Linked DNA regions of Mus musculus: regions 1 and 2 are each linked to region 3. A link is a contact called in public promoter capture Hi-C data. All regions are on one chromosome and are shown on one strand. The core of a region is the stretch at or near the end of the contact, and the rest is flanking DNA. Distances in the headings are between cores, read along the strand shown.

Region 1 (4,865 bases), core at 562-3,061, 160 kb before region 3:
CTTCATTCCTTTAATGATGAAAGGCTAATTCTCCAAACTGGTTGACAATATGCATTTAGGTACTTCTTTGCCCACATGATGTTGGCCTTATAAATACCTGAACCAGTTATATCTGGTACAAACCGCTTATAAAAGTGGTTTGCTCATAAGCTAGACACAAATTATTCATAATAAATATAAAAGCCAACTATCTCTGAAAAACATTTTATTTTTCAGGTTAAAATGTTGTGACATTTATCAGTATTTCTTCAAACTTACTACCTTAAAGGCCAACACTCAAAGGCTGTTCTATGACCTCCACACATACAGCCGCCTACCCACCTACACACATCTATACCCTCTATCCCCTTCACACAAGAAAGCACACATAGTCAATCACATACACCATTCACACACACGTCACACTTGAAATAAATTTACCACATCAGGCTGATCTATATAACAGCTAATGAACAACTGATGGCTAATATATACTCCCCTTCTGTCTTCTAAGTCAGAACCAAAAACATTTCCTGACTTTTGATCCCAATGTCCTCATTTTTTAGGCTCTTGAACAAGAGGTTACATAGTTATTTCTTTTCTGTAAGTAGCCTGAAATTTATTTTTTAATCTAAGATGTAAGGTGTAGTATTCACCAAAATTCCTTTTATCTTCTTACCTAAAAGGCAAGAATGTCAGAATAAAAATTTCTCCAATAAATAAATCTGAATAAAATGCTATGGCTTTATCAAAATAACACATTTATAGAAAGCTGCAAGCTCTTTGCAGAAGCTGACTCTTCCTCCCACGACAGTTCAAAGATCTATACACACATACTTATCTCTTGCTTGTTCAATTTTTTTCCAATATCATCATGTGCCAATTGATCAAGCGTCTTGGACAGACATAATAAACCTGAAAGACAAACCTCTCAACTCTTAGTGAGTTCTTTTTCATAACTTGGGGTGTTACTTTTTTGCGTTTGTTTTTCGAGACAGGGTTTCTCTGTGTAGCCCTGGCTGTCCTGAAACTCACTCTGTAGACCAGGCTGGCCTCGAACTCAGAAATCCGCCTGCCTCTGCCTCCCGAGTGCTGGGATTAAAGGCCAACACTGCCTGGCTATTTTATTGTTTTTGAAGATTTGTTTTATTGTATGAGTGTTTGGTGCTTGCAGAGGACAGAAGGTGCCAAATCTTCTGAAACTAGAGTTACAGAAGGCCGTAAGTCGGTGTGCAGGGGCTGGGAGCCTAACCCAGTCCTCTGCATGAGCAGGGCGTGCCTATCTCACGCTACCTCTCCAACCCCCTTTTTTTTGAATTTTAAAAAAGAACTTAATTGCTTGTACAATTTTGGGGGTACACATTTCAGAGCCTTCAATCTTGTCAATCCTAACTACTTAGTCATATTAAGGCTGAAAATTAACTATATGCTCTGGGCAATATTAGGGGAGGGATACGTCCCAACTCCAGACAGAGAAAGTTATTCTTTAAGTCCAACAACTGTGTCTTCCCTCTCACTCTCTCCCTTCCCAAGGCCCCACCCCTTTAGTCAAGTTCATCTCAAGCACGAGCACCCTCGTGCCTCTGGATCTTCACTCCACAGGTAACTGTTTAGAGCTACACTCTTCCTTGGTCTGCCAGTCCTCCTAGGGTTATTCTCAAGCACCACCCTAAAGCACAGCCAGAAACAGCCAGAAAGCTACATCAGAAAGAAACAAGGATGTAAAGTTAGTCACCAGTGTGAGGCAAATTCATCACACGGCCATCTGGATCTGCTGAGCCTGCTAAGCCTGTTTTCTCACCTGGAAGTGATAAAACACCTCACAGTGCAACGGGGAACTTGGGCTGTTAAATGAACCTGGAAACTGCCAGGCACAGTAAGCAGCAGATACAGGGCTCTGTGTGTTCGCACAATTTCTTTTTCCTCCACATGGTCTTATTTGACCAGTTAGGTTCTGTGATCATTCTATCCTAATGCACAAATAACTCAGAAAGCAAGCAAGCAGTCAACCTCTCTAGACTGTCCAGTGCACTGGCACTGTTCCGTGTTACGTTCTGAGAGTTTGCTCCACTTTATGGCACTTGCCTATCTATAGATGTAAATGTATTTCAAAAACAGAATCTCTGCATATCTTCTATCAAAGGAAGAAGTTGCTCCTGTGAAAATCCTGCAGAGAAAGGCACAAGAAAGGCTCATTTCTTACCTTGTGAGTTATCCATTCCCGTCCATACTGGTACACATTGTTTGCTGCTGAATTAAGAGCTCTTTGGACCACCTGAGCCTCAGGAAGCCAACTGACAGAAAAGAGAAAAAGAGAAAATGGAAAGAGTCCATTTTCAGTATCTTCTTCTAACAAGGCTTTGAACTAAAGCTACCAACAATGAATTATTGACGGATCACTAACACGGAGAACATCTGATGCCAGGCCTGAAGATCCTGACCTTGACTCAGAGGCTCTGCACTCTACTCTCCCTGACAGCCTCTTTTCCATCCTCTTCTGTCCGTTTCTCTGGTCACACGTGTCCTAGCTCACCTGCCCAGTCAGCAGAGAGGACATGATTCCGGAGCACTGAGACACTCAATATCCAACAAGATTCCCAAGTATGGGTCATGGACAACCAGCTCCCAACCTTCCCGGGAGCCCATTAAGAAATGAAAATGCTTGAGCCCAGTTCCAGACCTACTGAAAGATAAATGTGTACCCTAAGAGACCCTGCAGATGTCCGAGATCCATACATCTACGGAAATGTGGAACCAAAGAATCCAGGAATTAAAAGGATGAGCTAATTATTTTCAATCTTCCATCCACCCATCTCTTCATGTGGAGTCTCTTCACAAAGGTCCAGACATACTGAAAACTGTAGTTTTCAAGTTTCATTTGTTCTACAGTAAGAAGTCTCCCCTACACCTCAACCAAGAAGCCTTTTCATCTACATAATGCTTTCCAAAACCCAGAAATACTTTCTATATCCCCGAGACTGTCAATCAGTGTTAAACACCTATAGGTACAATGTTATTATGCCCTGTGTAAAGATTATCCTTGTATTATTCAAATGCCAATTTGTGTGTGCCCATATCATTTTGAGACTCTTCTCTCTCACTGTTCCCCATTATTCCCTGATCAGTCAATAAAGCTAGCTGACCAGCCAATGACTGAGCAGGGGAAAGAATAGGTCTGAACTTCCTCACAGCGGGTGTGTGTGTGTGTGTGGTGTGTGATATGCAGAGAGAGGGCAGACAAAGAGACAGAGAGATGGGAGAGGGAGAAATAGCCATGGGGAGAGAAACCAGGAGACACCATGAGAAAACAGTTTGAGCAGAGAAAGCCATAAAATTCAAGAATCTCTGGGATTCTGGCTAGAGTAGCTTAGAGGATTAAAACAGAGTAGTACTGTTCAGTTATAGCTTAGTAAGTAAATATAATGCTCCAGGCTTAATTACTGGGAGCAGGCTGGGTTAAAAGAAAAACGAACACTTCACAAAAACTGTCATTAACATATACCAAATATCAAACCTCACAAATTTAGTAGGTCTGGTTTCAATTATCTAATCATGCTGAAAGGCCAAGGCAACAATACCTGGGTTTTTATTTTTCTGAGGCTCAAATATGATACATGCTACCAAGCTGGCCCATGAAATGAGTCAAAACACTATTAACAGCCTCAGTTCTTAGCAGCTTCATGGACTGTGTACATACAAGATGATCATATCAAGAAAACTGATTGCTGTCAATAGCCACACAAGTTACGATGTCTGGAAAAATGTTCTTTCATAAGGAGAAAAGAGTAGTAAAATATGTCAATAAATTACAAGGTATAGCCAGGCATCAGGAGGACATGACTGAATTCTCAGTACTTGGAAATCTGAGGCAAGAGTGGGTGTCTCTGAGTGTTAGGTCAGTCTGACCTTCACAGCCATATCAGAAACTGTCTCTAATTTGAAGTACTTCCTCAACACAGTATTCCAGTTATCAAAGCTTTGGCAAACCATATTCTTCTCTTCTAATGTAGCGCTATCAGTGAATACTGGTCCATACAAACAGATGCTGAAGCCAGGTCACCCGTGTGGATCCTGTTCCAAAACTGGATGCTTACTTTGCCCACTCTGGGTGATTTGCTAGAGTTTCGTTAATCAGACTACTTGTGACTTCAATCATGTGAACACTCTCCTGATGTACCTATAATATAAAGAGGAAAAAAGTAAGTATGAACACAATTCAAATGTCTTTTTCTATTACTTTTATAGGATCAAATAATTATATATCCTGCTTTTTATTAAATTAGAAGTAGGTATTTACAAGTTGCTAAACATTATACACTGAAATATATATATATATATATGTGTGTGTGTGTGTGTATATATATATATCATACATATATACACACACACACATACATATATATCTTCCCTGTTCTCAAGAAGCTCAATAAACTGACTTTTTAAAAATCCAAACACTTAAAACTCATGAACAAGTACAGATTATGCCCATACTTGTACCTTCACATGCAATACCAAACCTTTGCGCTAATACAGTGAGTATGCAGAGTGAGACACACACACAAATAAGCTGGAATATGGTTCTGTGTGGTGCTGCATACAGAAAAGCCACTGGGTACTGAAACTGAAACCTGCCTGTTGTGGTAGTTTGAATAAGAATTCAAATTTCCCCATAGGCTCATATATTTGAATACTCAGTTCCCAGGGAGTGGCTGTTGGGAAGGGATTAGGAGGTGTGGCCTTGTCAGAGGAAGGGTATCACTGGTGGTGGGCTCTGAAGTTTCAAACCCACCCCAGGCTCAGGCTTTTCTGCAGTCCGTGGATCAGGATGCAGCCCTGGGCTCCAGTGCCCCGCTGCGTGACACCAAGCCATGATCCCACCATAATGA
Region 2 (4,947 bases), core at 952-3,451, 220 kb before region 3:
GACTTTTCTCTCATTTCCCGTGCATTTTAACCTGGGAAACATGAGGACTAAGAAGCAGCTCTGCCTCGGAAGGCGCCTAGGATGCTTTTTAGCAAAGCAAAAACAAAGCAAACAACAACAAACAAAAATGTACACTCTCAGAACCAAGGCAAACTCTGACTCAGTCAAAAATACAATTTGTCTTTCTTGTAGTTTGGGCAACCACACAATCTAAAGGCTGCTTCTCTGCAAGACAAAAGAAAAGTCCCAAGAAGCAAAAGCCAAACCTTAAATCCAGAGCAGTGAGCAGGACACAGTGCCCAGGCCTTGGGGTAGGGGTGGGGAAGGCGGGCAGAGGGAGGTGCGGCAGGGAGGGAGGGGAACTGTCAATCACTACACCTGAAGAAACGTGGGTTTGGAAGGACACTGACTGCTCTTCTGAAGACCCTGAGTTCAAATCCCAGCAACCACATGGTGGCTCACAACCATTCATAATGAGATCTGGCGCCCTCTTCTGGTATGTCTGAAGTCAGCTACAATGTACTTACATATAATAATAAATAAATCAAAAGTAAATAAATAAATAAATGTTGTCTTTAGTATAAGAGTTGCCTTGGGGGCTGGTGAGATGGCTCAGTGGGTAAGAGCACCCGACTGCTCTTCCGAAGGTCCAAAGTTCAAATCCCAGCAACCACATGGTGGCTCACAACCATCCGTAATGAGATCTGACTCCCTCTTCTGGAGGGTCTGAAGACAGCTACAGTGTACTTACATGTAATAAATAAATAAATAAATCTTTAAAAAAAAAAAAAAAAAGAGTTGCCTTGGTCATGGTGTCTCTTCCCAACAATGGAAACCCTAACTAAGACCCACTCTAACAAAAATATTTACTGAGCTGCCATACAGAAAACAAGTCTTAGCAGGGAGTCAAGCAAAAAGTAAAGAGAGACCAGAGAGAGACTAAGATGCAAGAATCATGACGTGAAAACGTGGTAAACACGTATTCATGCCGAGTGCACACACACATCATATAACAATCCTCCACAAATAAGACCAGTGCCATGCTCCCATGAGAACGTGGCTTGCCCAGTGTCTCCCGGCCTGGTGAAAAAGGTCAGACTGGAATATAACAGTTAACCTGAAGCACTCACTAGGTCTTGATCACTGCTTCGTAGTCTTGCCCTCAAGCACATGCAAGCTGCCCAGGAGAAAGAGGCCATTAAGGGCTGAGTGAGCCAAAGGCCCTCAGGACTGGTTCACAGCGCGTGTCAGTGAAAGGTCCCTATTTACCTGCAACTTCAGGAGGTGTCCGGTTGGGGTGGGGCTCCTCATGGAGTGATTTAGAAGAGATGGTATGTGAGGCTCATGCCACCGGAGGGGACCTGCCTGATCCTCTGCTGGAGCTATCTGCGCATGCCTGCTCATACGACTCACTTCCTCCCCTCCCCCAACCCCTGCCCTCACTAAGCACAAGGAGACAAGGCTAAGGGACCATAGGACCTCATGCTGTTCTTTCCCTGTAAATCCCACCCCCCCTCCCCGCCCCGCCCCTCTTGCTTTCAGCAAGGGCTGCTAACAGGAACAATTCGAGACAGTCTTTCTGCTCTCTCTGCATTGCCCACTGTATTCTATAACAAGCTGTATAAGTGCCCAGAGAATAACGTGGTGCCAGGAAAACAGGATTCTCCTCTTACGAACTGGTTTGTTGCCTCTCAGCAAACAATGGGGGTTATATAACCCTTTCTTTCTCCCATTTTCGTCTTGCTTTCCAGGAAGTACAAAGATAAATTTACTACTTAGTTAAATATTCATCTTTGCCAAAGATTCTGGTATATTTTTTTCTCTGATTTTAATAGATTCACTTGACATGTCTTTTATTATGGCCCACTTCAAATCCTTTTTTATAATGGAAAAAAAATATAAACTACAAATAAAGTGAGGCCATCTCCTCTGCGTCCCACATAAAGCTGTTCCCTAAACCAACAAACGGCTAGAAGCCCAGAGTCCTCCCTCTCCTGTAGCTAAGAGCTACATCGTGTCTATCCAGCCACATCAGCAAGTATGCTCTCTGTTGTTCCTGCTCTCTGTAGCCCTATGGCACTGTCTGCATTTAGCTGTTTGTATGTAAACGCTTCACATGGCGTCTCCCTGCCTTCATCCTTCACCCTCTCTCACCCTCTCTTCTCTGCATCACCGACCTCAGTCAGTATGACATGTCAACGTTCTAACTGTGAACTGTTGTGAATGAGTCCTGTGTTTCAGGCTTAGGACTGGAGTCAGAAGGAGCCCCACCATTCCTAAAAGCCAACCCACGTCATTAATATTCTAGGATTTTTTTTTTTATGTTTTTATTTTTTGTATTTTGAGACAGGACTCCTCTGTTTTAGCTCTGGCTGTCCTGGAACTCTAAAGCAGGCTGGCTTCAAACTCACAGAGTGGGGGTGGGGGTGGGGTGAGGGATTAAAGGCATGCACCACCACCTTCTGGCTGGATAGCTTAACTCAAAGTAAACCTAAAGTGTTTTGTCAGGGATGTAGCTTGGTAGTGCTTAGCATAAAAAACAGCCCTGGGTTCAATCCCCAGCATTTTAGAAAACAAATTCCTAAGTTTTCCTGGGTGTAGTGGTACACAGCTGTAACCCTAGCATTTGGAATCCAGAAACAAGAGGATCACTCCAAGTTAAAAGCCAACCTGGTTTACACAGTGAGTTCCAGGATAACCAGGCTACCTGGTGAGACTGCCTCAAATTAAATAAATAATAAAAAAATACTTGCCATAACATTTGGAATAATGAAATAGCAATAGTCTCTAAAATAAATATTTACAGCTGGGAGCAGTGATGTCACCCATTCTACCAGCACTTGGGAGCCTGAGGCAGGAGGACTCCGACTGTGTTTGAGGGCAGCCTGGGCTAAGCGTGAGACCTGCCTCAAGAAGGAAATGAGAGCTGGGTGTGGACTCAAATGGCTTGCCAGAGGCAGAAGCAGAGTTCAAAGCCAGCTAGGCCACCAAAAGGAAGTTCCAGGTCAGCAAGGACTTTGCCTCCTAAAACAAACAAACAAACAAACAAACACACACACACACACAAAACAAACCAGCAAGCAAGCAGCGGAACACAAGGTGGATACACAGGTACCTGCTTGCTTGGCTTCGATGCAGGCGATGTTAATTTCTTCTTTCAAATCCCAGTTTTCGTTGGCTATAGCTTCCCCTACTTTAACAAATCTTCCAACTGCCAAGTTGACCGCTTGTCCCACACGCTGAATCGCTTGCAGGGTTTTATCAGACTTTTTGGTATTATCTTTATGGTTTATAAGTGTGGTGATCTGAAAATTAAAAAAAAAAGAAGAAGAAGAAGAAGAAACTTTTACCTCAATACTTAAAAATAAATAAATAAATAAAACTTTAAAAAAGATATCACAAAGACCAAGAAAATTAAACCCAGCATATCAGACCAAGCAAATCATTCGCCTTAGACCTTGCAGGCCAGGGGCCAGGAAGCAGAGCATCTTGCATCATTTCCCAGGACAATGCTTCTATTAATTGTGATTACAAGTTCACCTGAGGGCAGTAATCTGGGACATACACTTCCAGAGACTCTCCAGATCTTCCAACAAATCTTCAAGACTTGAGAACACGGCAGGGCAAATCACCGGCTCACAGCACACATTTTCCTCGGTTCTACCTAAGCTGCTCTGCATAAAGGCACCTCTCACCGCATTCCACTCCACTGCTCACACAGTAAATGGGTTATACATAATGGCACGTGTGCACTGGAGGTGTAGCTTAGTGGCAGAGCACTGGCCTGGCACATTTGAGGTCCTTGGTTCGATCCCTAGCAATGTAAATTGATACTTGACCACACAAGTTTACTGAACTCACTGACAGCTTTTGAATGACCAGTGCTACCCGGGCAGTAGTGGCACACGCCTTTAATCCCAGCACTTGGGAGGCAGAGGCAGGAGGATTTCTGAGTTCAAGGCCAACCTGGTCTACAGAGTGAGTTCCAGGACAGACAGAGCTATACAGAGAAACTCTGTCTGAAAAAACAAAAACAAAACAACAACAACAAAAAACAGTGCAATCTAGTCCTTCAAGCCCCCAAATACATGATATACCAAGAGTTCTATCATTTAGTTTTAAGCCCTGAAGTAAAATATAAAGGGTGACATGTATGGATCATTAAAACAAATGAGAATCTTTTAAATGTCTTAGAAAAGTAACACATGTACAATTTGCACATGCAAAGTATTTATTTTAAAATGTTAGCTGAAAAACAGATACCAACTACTAAATGTATACTGAGTTTCTTTTTGAAATAATTTTTATGAAATGATAACAAAGTCTCAAACAAAACACTGGATGGCTCAAAAAGTAATGGAGCACTGGTTAAGAGCACTGCTGCTCCTCCAGAGGACCTGGGTTCAATTCCAAGCACCCACATGGCAGCTCACAACTGTCTGTAACTCCAGTCCCAGGGATTCAACACCCTCTACTAGCCTCTGTGGGTACCAGATACACAAATGGTGCACAAACATACATGCAAGAAAATATCCACATACATAAAATAAAACTTAGACTTTAAAAAGACCCAAAACAGAATAAGAGGAAAGCATTGTGTAGCAAGCATTTTTTAAGTTAGGGTATTAAGAGCTTAGGATTAATGGAAATGTCTAACTTTGAACCTTGGGGTTGCTGGCACCAGGAGGGATGAGCTAAGTGATGCAGAGAAATATATCAATGCCCCTAATTTATTTTTGTGTATGTGTACGTGTGTTCGTATGTGCACACGTATGTGAGCATATGTGTTGAAGCCAGAGGCTGATTTCGGGTATCTTCCCCACTGACTCTCCACCTCATATTTAAGACAGGGTCTTTCACTGAACCCAGAGTATTCTTCAGTTAGACTGGCTGGCCAGAGGGCTCTAAGGATCCTTCTGTCTCCATCCTCCTCCTTAGCACTGGGAC
Region 3 (4,515 bases), core at 1,425-3,924:
GAAGACAGCAGGAAGAACGAATCAAAACCTAACAAGCACATATTGTTCCTACATATCGCTCATCACACAAAATTCAGGACGCTTTTCCAAACATCTCAGACATAGCATCTCACCTGGTAATTGTGGACTTCAGGATTTGCTTTAGAGCTAGAAAGGAGAAGAAGAAAGAAAAACCATCATTTTTAAAGTTGTAAGGAGGCACGGATCTATTTGACAGCTGTTACAAATTCTACAGGCTCCCTACTCAAATAGGAATTTCTGCTTTGGGCACCAGAGCTTGCCAGAGCATACGTTAAGTGTATAATCAAGGAAACCACAGAACCAACTTTCACTCTCCACTTTAAGCCTCACCAGCGTAAACATCCCAGGAACATGCCCGGGTGCAGCTGTGACCTGTGGGTTTCCATGCAGAGGCAAATCAAGCAGCTTCAGGTCCTAGTGCAGGAGCTCCCTGGCACTGCCCCGGAGGCTACAGCTCGAGTTCTGCTTCTTGCAGCAGGAGGAAGAGGTACCAGCTCTTCAAGATACCTGCCGCAGCACATGGGTCCCTCGCACATACTGACCCTGCTGCTGCTCTGGGCACTGGTGCTGAATGTCTGTTCATTCAGGCCAAGCCTCTATCCTGTTATTATTTAATCTCCATAAGAGATTGATGGCGTGCAGGATGCTTCCTACCACCTCAATTCACAGGCAAAGGAAGAGTTGCTTAAGAGAGACTGAGAAAACTTACTGAGGATCACTGGCCACTCAGTGGCTAAGCCAGGGTTGATTCAACATCTGCTCAGACCCAAAGCCTATTTTCTTCCCACCAAATTCATAAGCAAGAAATACTGTAGTTTACCACCCTCTGAGAATTAAAAGCAATCCGAGGGTCTGTGGAAACATTCAGGACTCAAGTGTGATCCAATTTGATTAGAATCTTAATTAGAACTAGGTTGGCAAATATATAAACATATATACACACATAAATATATGGGTGTGGAATGTATGTATATGCACAGAGAGGCATATAGACAGACACACATAGAGAAACAGAGATCTGTTGCATAAGACACAAACTCAGCACCTATCGGAAACCTCCGAAGCTCAGAGCAATTACTGAGCAGTCACCGTTGCTAGGGTGGCTGCTAGGGTGACATGCCTGGAATCAGGGTTTACTGTCTTTCTAACAGTAGGAGGGGAGGGAGGCACCTTTGTTCGGAGTCTCACACCAGGTCTGCAGTTAGTCTTCAGAGAGGCCTGGCAGAAAAGCCAGGCTGTGATCCAGACCTCCTAAGCCGGACCTCGGCAGGTGGATAAACTGGTCTACAAGGTGCTGTTTTTCCAGCAGTCATCTGCAGTTCCCAGCACAACTCCATCCATGGTCCCCCCTAGCAATTCCACACCAGGACCCCACAGGCTGGAAAGAGCCATTAAACAGCCGCCAACGGTGGTTATTAACTCATTTGTTCCTAAAGGGTATATTTACTGACAACTTTTGTATGTGTGTGTGGTGATTTTTTTTTTAATGTTTGTTTTCATTCCCAATATATAATCTCCCCCTAGATTCTGAGGGAAATGTCACCTTATCAGGGAGACATAAACAAAACAATCATCTCCTAAGAAAGCAAGCAATACTGTAGCTTCCACTCCACTCCCAAGAATTAGAAGCAGAACCTGACTGAAAGAATGTCACAGGGCTGGAGAGATGGCTCAGTGGCTAAGAGCACTGACAGCTCTTCAAGAGGTCCTGAGATCAATTCTAGCAACCACATGGTGGCTCACAACCGTCTGTAATGGGATCTGATGCCCTCTTCTGGTGTGTCTGAAGACAGCTACAGTGTACTCATATAGATGAATCTTAAAAAAAAAAATGTCAGGAGTTTTCAGCACACTATCTGCAGAGACCCTGACTGCTAGAGCCCCCCCCCCCCCCGCCAAGACATAGAGCACACATGTGTATATATGTTTTCATATGGTGCAGGGTTTTCTTGCCCAATAGGGACATCGTCAGGTAGTTCCAGACACAGGCAGGACCAGGAACACCTGTGCTGGAGAAGAAGCAGCTGATTCCATCCACGGATCAACTATGGTGGACTGGTACTTATGAATAAAGTTTTATTAACAGCCATACTCACTTGTTTACATAGTGTCTACAGCTGCTTCACTGTTGCTACAGCAGCACTGAATATTTCTGAAAGAGATGTCGGAGCCTAGAATTCAAAATATTTTCTACCTGTCCCCCGGTAAGAAGCCTGCAACGTCCCACACTGGAGATTTTCAGTCTTGTGGCACAGTTTCCACAGAAGCTCTGTATGTGGTTTATTTACGGCTTATTATTACATGCCTATGTGCATGATGTATATGCACGCCATGGTGCCCGTGTGGAGGTCAGGTCTCTCTTTCCACCTTTACATAGGTTTCAGGATTTAATATGAGTCCCAAGGCTTGCATGGCAAGCGCCTCTACCCACTCGGCCATCTCGCCAGCCCCTCCGGTGGTGGCCAGTGTCTCCTAACACCTGCTAGCCAATGGGTACAGCAGCACCTGTTGCCCAGGAGGGTGGTGTTCAGTCCCTGCCTTTGCCTGCCACACCATTACTGCACATGCTGCATGCATGCCTGCCACCTTACCACTGCGACAACAAACAGAGCTCTGTGCTACTCAAACAAAGCAGCTGTTTTGCAACAAGAAAGCCTTGGAACATTCTGTTGTGTGCTTATTGACAGCTGGGAGGATGGGGCAGCCAGGCAGCAGTACAGGGAGAAAGAGTTATCAGGTGAGTCACCTGGGTTTAATTGTATTAAGGAGAAAGTCAACACTGCAAACAAACACGGTAATTAGAGGGGGGAGCTGTGCTGAGGCGGCTGGGGGTACTTACCAGAGCTGAGCAGCAATTACTGGGTTGCTCGCTGTAAAGGCAGAATAGAAAGTTATGCAGAACTTTCCAACATTCACCCTGAACTAACACACAGAGATACTGGACAGGGACATCTCTCTCAGAGTACACTCCTCATCTCAAGCTGGGCAGCCCTCAACTCCAGCTACTTTTTCCCTGATGACCTGAACAGCCCTCTCTCTACCTTGTGTTGCTTCGTCTAGGTTTCTAGGCAACTCTCAAAGCAGGCTCCCAGGACTGGGTGCACTGGTATGCAGGCACACTGGAGACAACCACAGGTGAGCCCTTGCTCCTGAGGAGAATTCAGTCTGGGATGGAAAGGCAGTATAACAGGATGAAGGATGAAATACCAGCAGGCATTTATGGAAGGACTTAGAGTGGGCATTTTTATTGAGGCAGAGCCTGCATGAAAGGGGCAAATATTTATTCAACTATACTTCAATTTACATTTCTTCGTTTTGTGTGATGCTGGAAATTGAACCCACAGCCTTGCTACCACTGAGCTATATCCCCAACTCCCCCTCCCCCTCCCCACACACTTTTCCTTTGACAGGGGCAGAGTTTTATGTTGCTCAGGTTAGCCTCAAAGACTATGCAGGTGAGGGTGACCTTGAACTTCTGACTCGCCTGCCCTCAGCCTCCCAAGAGTTGTGATTATAGGTTTATGCAAAACTGGGGGATCAAATCTAGGGGTTTCATCTGTGCTAGGCAAGCACTCTACCATGCAAGCCTATACCCCCCACCCCCACCCCCGGCTCTCCTTGCTTCCTTTCAAGAAAGGCATGCCAGGGGAAAGAATCATTCAAAGCTTCACAAAGATGATACCAGGCCTCTAGCTAGAAAAACCATCAATAAAATAAATGAAGAAGGAGGATCTAGAGGCCAGAAAGGAGGGTGAGAGGGGGTCTCGGAACCAGAGTCTAGAACAGCCCCAAGCTACCCACTGGGGTCCTGCCATATGTTCCACTTCTACAGCTACACCAGATGCTTGCTCCCCTTGTGTGAGCACACACTGTGGGGACTGGGTGCTTACAGCTATATATCAAAATAGTGCTTTTTCTTTAGAAAGCTATTCCCAGGACTGGTCTGTTTCTAGGCCCCTGTAATACAATGGACAACCTCCCCAGGCACACCCGACCCACCCCCAAGTGTAGTTCTGCTAATGGAGGCAAAGGCTCTGCAGGAGTTCTCAGCCCTTGCTGTTCCCTTAGACACTGCTGCAGTCACCTTCATCCCTTTGAGCATGTTCCCATTCCCTGGCCCTTCCTAGTTAAGGCCACATTTTCTGGATTCTCCTCCACTAAAGCAGCCAAGGATGACTGAAGACCTGTTGACTGTCATGCTACTGAGCTGTTGGCTCATAAGAGAAGGGAACAGGGTGGAGGGAGAAAAAGGCTGAAGATTCTAGGAGGCAAAGGTATATAAGCAAGGCTCCACAGAGGCCCATTAAATCCCAAGATATGCACAGAAAACTGTCCAGAATAGTCCTATCTAGTATAGGAGGTTAGCAGAGGCCATATGTGATGGCCTTGTTGTAAAAAAAAAAAAGCACAAACAATTTAGAGCTACCTGGAATGTATCAGACAGAGTAGCAATCCATGTAGAGAGATGAGCTATGCAGAGCTCCAAGCTAAGAT

What was found. Capture Hi-C pulls out chosen DNA fragments and counts their contacts.
Region 1: a contact with region 3 is called in a promoter capture Hi-C map of pancreatic islet. The contact joins two enhancer-like sites. A contact is called at or near these places in 2 of 39 promoter capture datasets (liver and second pharyngeal arch cranial neural crest), 1 of 484 Hi-C or Micro-C datasets (large pre-B cells), 1 of 115 datasets of contacts at active chromatin or transcription factors (embryonic stem cells) and 1 of 9 other capture datasets (pancreatic islet).
Region 2: a contact with region 3 is called in a promoter capture Hi-C map of pancreatic islet. The contact joins two enhancer-like sites. A contact is called at or near these places in 2 of 115 datasets of contacts at active chromatin or transcription factors (embryonic stem cells and pancreatic cancer cells) and 2 of 9 other capture datasets (liver and pancreatic islet).

The regions. Positions count from the first base shown.
Region 1 is chr4:56,907,975-56,912,839 of GRCm38.p6, forward strand. It overlaps Tmem245 (transmembrane protein 245), which reads right to left. Exons shown (of 18, transcript NM_001369260.1): 9 at 4,074-4,156; 10 at 2,183-2,273. Among named protein-coding and RNA genes, the nearest start is that of Gm22300, 3.2 kb to the right of the region's middle. Within about 2 kb of position 1,812, at least 7 of the 459 cell types and tissues checked have an H3K27ac peak or open chromatin away from gene starts, as enhancers often do. A contact at or near this core is called in pancreatic islet, where this site is marked.
Region 2 is chr4:56,844,695-56,849,641 of GRCm38.p6, forward strand. It overlaps Ctnnal1 (catenin (cadherin associated protein), alpha-like 1), which reads right to left. Exons shown (of 19, transcript NM_018761.3): 2 at 3,116-3,305. Among named protein-coding and RNA genes, the nearest start is that of Ctnnal1, 18 kb to the right of the region's middle. Within about 2 kb of position 2,202, at least 46 of the 459 cell types and tissues checked have an H3K27ac peak or open chromatin away from gene starts, as enhancers often do. A contact at or near this core is called in pancreatic islet, where this site is marked.
Region 3 is chr4:57,068,192-57,072,706 of GRCm38.p6, forward strand. It overlaps Epb41l4b (erythrocyte membrane protein band 4.1 like 4b), which reads right to left. Exons shown (of 25, transcript NM_001355492.1): 13 at 2,861-2,891; 14 at 114-147. Among named protein-coding and RNA genes, the nearest start is that of Gm34738, 20 kb to the left of the region's middle. Within about 2 kb of position 2,675, at least 17 of the 459 cell types and tissues checked have an H3K27ac peak or open chromatin away from gene starts, as enhancers often do. A contact at or near this core is called in pancreatic islet, where this site is marked.